Linked DNA regions of Mus musculus: region 2 is linked to region 1. A link is a contact called in public Hi-C data. All regions are on one chromosome and are shown on one strand. Each heading gives the region's core, a stretch centred on a gene start, on an enhancer-like site or on the middle of the called end of the contact. The rest is flanking DNA. Distances are from core to core; before and after follow the strand shown.

What was found. A called contact is a pair of places that touch in the nucleus more often than the background predicts.
Region 2: a contact with region 1 is called in a Hi-C map of embryonic fibroblasts, with 19 read pairs. The contact joins the promoter of 1110018N20Rik here to the enhancer-like site in region 1. A contact is called at or near these places in 17 of 39 promoter capture datasets (the 3T3-L1 cell line, the C10 cell line, the HPC-7 cell line and 10 more), 21 of 484 Hi-C or Micro-C datasets (B cells, CD4 T cells, the NIH/3T3 cell line and 11 more), 21 of 115 datasets of contacts at active chromatin or transcription factors (the 230-238 cell line, bone marrow-derived macrophages, cardiomyocytes and 12 more) and 3 of 9 other capture datasets (adipose tissue, liver and pancreatic islet).

Annotation. Positions count from the first base shown.
Region 1 is chr2:167,091,780-167,096,323 of GRCm38.p6, reverse strand. It overlaps Kcnb1 (potassium voltage gated channel, Shab-related subfamily, member 1), which reads left to right. Exons shown (of 2, transcript NM_008420.4): 2 at 1-355. It also overlaps the pseudogene Gm11471. Among named protein-coding and RNA genes, the nearest start is that of Gm39984, 15 kb to the right of the region's middle. Within about 2 kb of position 2,628, at least 48 of the 459 cell types and tissues checked have an H3K27ac peak or open chromatin away from gene starts, as enhancers often do. A contact at or near this core is called in bone marrow-derived macrophages and embryonic fibroblasts, where this site is marked.
Region 2 is chr2:167,189,275-167,193,893 of GRCm38.p6, reverse strand. 1110018N20Rik (a long non-coding RNA gene) reads right to left here and starts at 3,269. Exons shown (of 4, transcript XR_001783560.2): 1 at 2,479-3,269; 2 at 1-2,064. It also overlaps a transcript of Kcnb1 not described here.

The DNA of each region.
Region 1 (4,544 bases), core at 1,379-3,878:
GCCAAGCCAACCATATTAGCCATACTCCACCAGGGTCTTCACCACTCTTCTTTGGGTTGTGTTCATGGGTCCTGTTCAACCTTCATCAGTAGAAGGCTCTAGCCCTTCCTGTCCATGTGACAGTGCACATCAGCGTGCATGTCTTATACGTGCACATGAGTGCACACACAAGGAAACCAACAAAACTCCAGTGTCGTCTTCTGCATGTGGTGAGAGGGACTTGTGACCCCTATGTGACCTCCAGCTGCTGTCCTGTCTTGTATAAAAAAAAAAAAATCACATGTTTAAGAATTTTCAAGCAAATGGTCCCTTAATGAAGTCTGCAGCGTTCAAATAAAAGATCCGGAGAAAACAAGTCGGCTGGTGTTTGGCTTATTTCCGGGAGAGCGGGGAGGCTTGGGTGGGCTGGGGAGTCTAAGAAAGGCTGAATCTGAGAGTCTGGGGACCTGGAAGGTCCATCAAGAGTGGATGGGTGCATGAAAATGGGGGCTTTTCACCCCCAGTACATAAGCCTGTGTCCATGAATCACAACCCAGTGCCAGCCATGTGGTTCTCAATGGCCACTCTACCTGGGCACCCCTTGCCCATAAGAATGTTTCACCATGCAACCCGGTGCATCCCAGCACTCCCTGGAGGGGAGGCAGAAGCAGCAGCTCCAGGCAGCTGGGATCCAGGAGAGTCCAGCCTCCCAAAGCTCAAAACAAAGTAACAGTCTTTTCAACCTAGGAAGTTGATTAAATACAGGTGGGGGAGGGGGAAGGGTGATGGACTTGCAAAGCAACCTGGATTCCAGGAATAAAGAAAGGGGTAGGGGTGGACAGCTGGAAGACACCATCCACAGCTGGTTCCTATCTCCTCGGGACTAGGATAGCAGTGTTATATCTTATAAGGACAAGAAATCGGGAGCTGGCAAAATGGCTCAGCAAATAAAGGCACTGGCTGCCAAGCCTGGTGTCCTGAGTTTGAGCACTAGGACCCACATGGTAGAAGGATAGAAACAACTCCTCAAATTGTTCTCTGACCTCTACAGGCATACACATACATACTGTGCTCTCTCTCTCTCTCTCTCTCTCTCTCTCTCTCTCTCTCTCTCTCTCTCATACACACACACAGGCACACAGATAAGTGTAAATAATACATTGGAAAAAATCAGAAATCTATATTTTACAAGAGATCTGCCAGCTTCTAAGTCCGTGATGGCCTCTAGTTTCTTTACATGCAATGGTCAAAGGAGGTGCGCATGCAGGCCAGCCACAGTCACAGCCACCGATAGCTACAGGCTAGCCACAGCCACCAGCCAGTCATATCTATAGGCTGACCACAGCCACAGGTCACCCACATCTACAGGCTGACCACAGCCACAGACCAGTTACAACCACGGGCTGACCACAGCCACAGGCCATCCACAGCTATGGACTGACCAGAACTACGGACCAGAAATAGCTACCAGCATTGGGCTCTCTGCCAAGTACTGTGTACCAAGTACTGTGAACCAGATGGCCTGAGCACCTAGCTACTTGAAGCACCTGCTCTCCTGTGGTTTTGATGATACTGAAGGCCAGGAGCAGCTTTACCTGGTTGACTCTGATGTCACAATACATCAACTGCAGTCATCTACTGCACTGGTACTCAGCCACATGCTGTTCAGACGCCTCTACTCCTAGCCGACAGTGTTGCTTCGGTGCTTGCCTAGCATGTAGGTTCTATCCCCAGCACTGCCTAAGCCAAGCATGATGACACACACTGTATTCCCAGCATTCAGAGGGGGAGCCCAGAAGGTCAAGGGTTAAGGTCATCCAAGCCCTATCCCCCAACCATGGGCTGAATTTCACAGGACAGGACATTTTCCATTTGGTTTTTAAAAGTTTATAGCGGAGGATGCTGGCACATGCCTTTAATCCCAGCATTTGGGAGGCAGAAGCAAGCAGATCTGTGAGAGTTCGAGGCCAGCCTGGTCTACAGGGCAAGATCCAGGATAGTCAGGACTACACAGAGAAAGCCTGTTTCAAAACAACAAAAAAAAGGAAGGAAGGAAGGAAGAAAGGGAGGGAGAGAGGGAGGAAGGGAGGGAGGGAGGGAGAGAGAGAGAGAGTGTGTAAGTATAAGCCTGGCTAGTGGTGTATTTCCTAATGTCAGATGTGGAAGAAGTAAATACCTGCACCATGGCCTACAGGACAAAGGATGGTTCTTTTCTTTTCTTTTCTTTTCTTTTCTTTTCTTTTCTTTTTAAATACATGGCCTTTATTTCTTCCAGATCAAAGATTTGGGGTATAATCATATAAAGATGAAGAATCAAGTTTTGCAACCTAAAAATATTTACTTCTTAAAACTATATTAATATGTTAGTAAAAGATAAGGAGACAAACATGCACATTTATAAAGCTGCATATCAGTCAGGGCAGATCCTGCAGAGGGAATTCCCAGCGTGACCTCATTCATCTGTGAGGACACAGAGCAATCCTTGTTTGGACAGACACCATCTTCTTCACGAGCTGCTCTTCACCTCTCGATGGCCTCCTTTCACGCGTGCGCGTGTCTAGTTGTCTGCTTCTCAGAGCAGACATATACCTTCCTCATCCACCAGCCACTGGAGGAGGGCTGGGCCATGGATGACTCATTCCATCCATTCTTCATGGAGGGTTTCCTGCTGGTAAAAAGAAACCCACAACTTCTGCTATTCCTCGGGCGAGATCTGTTATAAAAGACAATCTCCATGGACACTGATTCTGGCTGTCCAACACTTGACCATTCGAGACGCAAACCATCTTCCCTCCGGTTACCCGCTTCCTACTGACTAAGGAGCTAAAGAATGTTTCAAACCCTCAACACAGAGGCCATCTTTAGAAATAGACTTGACTGAATTCATGCAGATCCTGTCTTGCAGCCTCAGTCTTCTTCTTGGCTAGAGCCATTCTGACAGCTGTGGGGTGCTTAGCAACCCCAACCCTGGATAGCAGGAACACCCTGGTGCAGTTACATCCCCAGCTGTCCCTATGGATTCAATGAGATTGGGGTGAAGGGTGGGGTGAGGGGCAAAATTATCACCAGTTGAGGTCCACTAGAACAGGACCAAACATTAAAGTCAAAAACATCCCCCTCCCACCTCTGGGCCCTAATCCATTTCTAGAGGCAATCCTGGCCCACAGCTCACACACACACACACACACACACACACACACACACACTCACACACACACACACACACACACACACACACACACCAATGTGCAGAGTGTTTTGTTTTGCCCTCTTGTGTTTCATCTCAGAGTTGCCTATGCTCAGCCCACACTGCCTCACAACCTCACTGGGTGCATCCTGGACCACATCCCACTAGGAAATGTATGAGGTCCTCAGTAAGTCTTCCTTGTAGCGTCCTGTCTTTGACAAAGGCTAGTCTCCTATGGCTGGGTATTCTAGTTATGTCCATCTTTCCCCTACACCAGGCAAGGCTGAAGTAAATGGCCTTTAGGCACTCCCTCTGAGCTCCACAGAGCTGAGATCTGCCTTTCCACTCTAATGCAATCTCCCGAGCCACCAGTGCCCATCCTGTGATGACTGCAGGCCCCAGCCAGGCTCTTCAGTCCTGCCCTTCATCTCTTCCAGGCTCCTCTTAACACTTAAATGTCATGTCTTAAATTCACTGTTAACCACAAAGCCATCTCTTCAGTCCCTGCCTGGTCCTTTTAAAGACTAATGTACAGTAGAATAGAAAGACTAGGAGATCAGAATAGAGAATAGAGTCAGAGTGAACATGCCTTACTCAGAACTGGGAAGGGAGACTCATGAAATTCTCACTTATTCTTGCGTGTGCCAGACTCAACCAGCAAGAACGACACTGCAACAGGATCCTTCTGCACACGTTTATTGGGAGAGCTTGATTGCAGAGGCGAAAAGACCCCGAGCCCAGAACTGGTGCTGCTTATATAGGCCTAGGAGAGGCGTGTCTCACACCCGGATTGGTTATGCACTATGCCTCATTTGCATGTTCCTCATCTGATTGGCTACTCTCTCTCTCTGTACCTCACAGAGCCTCATTATCATACCTCATTTGCATGTCTCACATCTGATTGGTTACTCTCTCTGTACCTCACAGAGCCTCATTATCATACCTCATTTGCATGCCTCACATCTGATTGGTTATACTCTCAAAGCCTCATTATCATGCCCGGGCCAGGCAATGTCTTTGCAAAAAACTTTACTGCATATGTACACATTGGTTGTTTGTCCAAACTTATGCGTGGTGGCCAGCAGTAGTCAGTGCCACTCTGCAACGGCACATGTGGCTTCACACAACTTATGTGTCCACACATGGTATAAATTACATTTGTGGTAGAAACTATCCCTCTTCCTGAAACTCAAGGTTAAAAATATGTGAAGGGCTGGAGATGGGTCAGCAGTTAGGAACACTGACTACTCTTCCAAAGGTCCCGGGTTCAAATCCCAGCAACCACATGGTGGCTCACAACCATCTATAATGAGATCTGACACCCTCTTCTGCAGTGTCTGAAAACAGCTACAGTGTACTCGCATATAATAAATAAATA
Region 2 (4,619 bases), core at 2,020-4,519, 97 kb before region 1:
ACAGCAACAACTCCCATAACAGCCACTGAAATCACCACAACAGCTCACACACACAAACACACATACATACAAGAACTTCAATGCCTATGGAGCAAACCTGAGATTCATTAATAGTCAATGAGAGGGATATTTCAATACACTGAGCTGTTTTCTGGCACACACTGGAGAGCCAAGGCTCCACTCTCTGGATAAAAGCTAATGGAGGCTAAGACTGGGGCTGGAGGACTCCCAGCACTTAGAGGAGATGTCACCAGAGGCAGTGGAGTCCCTGTGCACTTAGTTAAGAGTGTACACACCCTGGGACACATTGTTCCAAAGCCACAGGAAGCATGCTTACAAAGTCATCACATATGCAGGGCTGGGGACGCAGGGCTGGGACACAGTTCAGTTGATAGAGCACTTGCCTTGCATGCACTAAGAGCTGGGTTCAATCTAGGGCTGTGTAGACCAGGTGTGGTGGTCACGCCTGTAATCTCAGCACTGGGGAGGTGAAGGCAGGAGGATCAGAAATCCGAAACCATCTTTGGCTCTGTGGCCGAAGTTCAAGGCCAGCCTGGACTATGTGACCCTGTCTTGGGAAAAAAAAAATCTCTATGCTGGTCTGTGAGTTGATGTGAGAGGCTGCTCTCAGGTGCCTTCACTGAGTGACATGTGAGGAAGGGACACATTGTGAGGGCCAGTTTCCTGCTGAACCCACATCATCATGAGTAGATCTCCTGAAGATAAGAAACAATGTGGGGCTAAAGAGGTGGGTCACCAGTGAAGAGCACTGACTGTTCTTCCAAAGGACCCGGGTTCAAGTCCCAGCACTGACAAGGTGGCTTATACCTGTGTGTAACTCCAGTCCCAGGGCTTCCAACACCCTCACACAGACACACGCGAAGGCAAAATACCAATGAACATAAAACAAAATGAAAAGAGAAAAGAGTCAGAGTCACGGAACAGAGCACAGGGGTGCAGGCAAGTAATGCAGGTTTGTAGTCCCACATCACTCAGAGGGATAAGACTCACAGCATGGAGAGTTCAAATCCAGCCTGGGCTATACACTGAAATATTTTCTGGGGGAAATAAAAGGCAAAACAAATAACAACAGCAAAAAGCTATGAATTGTTTTTCAAAATCACACAGGAAAAAAAAAAACCCAAGAACATACTATCCACTCAGTAGATAACAGCTGCTGCCTATGAGGTAGGGAGTATGCTCTGGGGGGATGTGGGGGGACGAGGAATTCAGAATAAGTGGGCCTAGGGACAGGGCTGTCAGCAAAGCACTTGCCTCACAAACGCAAGCACCGGAGTTCAACCCCCAGAATACACGTTAAAACAAAACAAAACAAAACAAAACAAAACAACCAAACAACAAAACAGGCAGGGCAGTGAATGTTTTTATTCCCAGGGCGGGGCGGCAGAGGCAGGTGGATCTCTGGGGCTCACTAGCCAGCCAGCCTAGCCTGCTTGGAGAGTTCCCAGTCAATCAGAGAGGCTAGCTCAAAATAAAATAAAATAAAATAAAATAAAATAAAATAAAATAAAATAAAATAACTAGATAGATGGATGCCATCCAAGGAACAAGCCCATGGCTGACCTCTGACCTCCACAGGACACACACACACAGGTGTGCACATGTGTCCTCTGTAAGCTGGAATTTTCTGGAGGAACAGAATTGATGGGATCCCACATTTTCTATATTAAATATGAAACATTTTATATACCAAATATATTAGAGAATGCATGTCATCAGCTCACTCTGAAATAGTCTCAACACCGAGGCTGGGAATCCGGGAGCTGACTGGTCCTGGAGGTGCCTCAGTAGTCATCAATCCTGCACCAAAAATCTGCAAGTTCTTGGAGACTTGAAGGTCCTTGGTCCAGGATGGAAACCTGAAATGGCTGCTGCTTCTGTTTTCAGTGGAGGAATCGTCTTCGTCGTCATCGTCATCATCATCGTCCAACGCTTCAAGCAAGAGGCCAGGCCAGGCCAACAAGGGCAAGTGGTCTTCCTTCTTCCACACTATTTAATCTGGTCCCCCACTAGCAGATGCTACCCACATTCTGGTCAGTCCTCCTACATCAATTAAAGCAATTAAGACAATTCTTTAGGTGAGGCTGTTTGCTCGGGTGACTTTAATTTGTGGTGAGTTGACACCAACCCTAACCCTCTCTCTCACACACGCACATAGGGACGCAAGGGAAGGAAAACAAATCTTACATTGTCCTTTTTGTTGTTGTTTTTTGAGACAGGGTTTCTCTGTGTAGCCCTGGTTGTCCTAGAATGGGCTCTGTGGACCAGGCTAGCCTCAAACTCACAGAGACCTGCCTGCCTCTGCTTCCTGAGTGCTAAGTCTTGTATTTTTCTATGCTGTTACTGTGGTGGCCAGGGAGGCGTATGGCTGTCCCTCATTTGCCCTTGGCCTCTAGCCTAGACACAACTCCATGTGGAACTCCTCTTACCTCCCCACATCTATCACTCCCTTCTTACCATGGTGGTAGAGTCTGTCCTCACTTCTGAGAGGCCCTGCTGAGCTCCTGGGTTACGCTCTCAGCATGGCCTCCCCTGCTCCCATGACTCCCCAGTAGTACTCATGATTGACCGAAGCTTTCTCCTTTAAAACGAACAAACAAAAAAAATGCTTGTTTTTCTTCAGTGTTGGGCAAACTGAGAAGAGGAGGGAGGGGCTGAGCCAGAACTATCAGGCCAGAGCAAGGGAAAACCCGTGGAGGCTTTACTCCACTGACAACCGCATTCAGTTTGGGAAATGGAACATTCATTCTGACAGCCTTGGCACTGTAGATAGAGGAGGGATGGGGGAGCTGGGAGCAGAGGTCACAGGGAGAGAAGCTGGGAAGGGAACTGACCAGAGTGAATGGTTCTTACAAACAGTTTTGCGTGATGCAGTGCAAAGGAACCCAGGTGGAGATGGGAAAGCCTTACCTTGGGGCACCATGTCCCACTAAGTTCCCCCCCCCTCCAGGACAAGGTTCTCTGCTGCATCTCTAACTCCTTAACACCGCACAACAGATACGTGTGTCAGAGAACAAACCAGCCGAGCCCAAGTGTGGCTGACAGAGGGATACCTGACCCCTTCTGCATGCAACCCTGCCTACAGTCACTCCGGAACCTGCCGGCCCCACCGCACAGGGTGAGGCAGGGCCAGTGGATCTCTCGGTTGAGCCTCGACCCTCGGCAGTCTAGAAGCAGCTGTCCAAGTTAGCACCCATGGGTGAGTGACTAACAAGGCCCGGCAAACTCTGAGTCTTCCCTGGCCCTTCACCTGGCCTTATGTTTCTCCTCAACAGCTACCACCCAGCTGCCCACCTCTTTTGCCTGTTGGTTTGTTAATTGGTGTAATATCCACCTTCCTCCAGAATCTAGAATTTGATTTTGTAGAATCTGGAATGGAATCAAAGCAAGGGCTATTTAAAATTGCCACCTGCCTTCTCCAGCTTTCCCATCCTCCCAGCTTCTAGCCTGTCTGACATAGTCTTCCAATTCTGTTTACAGTCGCTCTCCAGGGAGCCCGGCGACCCAGAGGCTAGTTGGCTTCGCAACTGTATCTCCCACGCCCGTCCTACGTGCAGCGCATGCATGCAGTAGGCGCTCAGCCTCGTGGTGGCCAGGACGCAGTCAAGCAGCCCGGGTGGGCCCCGCGGCCTGAGCCAGGGCCGGGCCGGGCACGGAGGGGTTAAGCCGCGCGCGTTTCCGACCCGCAGGTGGCGCCGTCCCGCCTCGGTGCCACTCGCCGCGCTCCGAAGTGCGGGACAGAATCGCGGCGAGCGCGGAGCCGAAGCTCAGCCCGACTTGTTGATCTCGCGCAGGCAGCCGCGGCCGCCGCCGAGCCGAGCCGGAGCCCGAGGTGGAGGCGGAGGCGCCGCCGATCGCCCGGGCCGCGCCGTCCCTGCGCCCCGCAGAGCGCCCCGCCCGCGCCCCGCAGCCCCGGCGCCGCCCTCCCGCCCGCCCGGCCGGCCCGGGTAGGCCTAGCCCGGCCCCGGGACCGCCGCTGCCGCGGGCGGGGGCGCGGGCGGGCGGCCGGCGAGATGCGCGCGGCGCGGCCCCGGGAGGCGGCCACCCTGGGGGTGAGTGTGGCGGGGTAGGGGGGTGGCGCGGGCCCACCCCGGGGCTGGGGGCGGGGCGTGTGCCCCGCGGGCTGTAGGGCCCGGGAACCCCCCGAAATCACCGGTGCGTGGCGGGAGGAGGGCACGCTCCGAAAGGCCAGAAGATTCCGCTGGTTTCCCCGCCTCCCACCTCCCCCACCCCTTCTCTTCCGAGCCCGGGCAAAGGCGCAGAACCCGGAGTTATAAAAAGCCATCGCCGGGAGGAGCGAGGAGGAGGAGCGGGAGGAGGGGGAGGAGGAGAAAGAGAGGAGGAGGGGCAGGAGGGGAGCACCGAGCAGGCGGATCCCGAGGACTCCGCGCCCCTCCTGCGCTAGAGTGGGGAGGGGGCGCACAAGGAGGTGCAGACCCCGCTGGCTTGGCTCCTTCGACCCTCACCTGGTCTCCGGAGCGGTCTCGGGTCCTGGTGTTGTGAGGAGTGGGGTCGCCCCAGGACAGGGCAGCCTGGTGGCCTCCGACAGGTGGGCATCTGGTAGCCTCCACAGTCCTCACTCGGCCCAAAATCTTCTA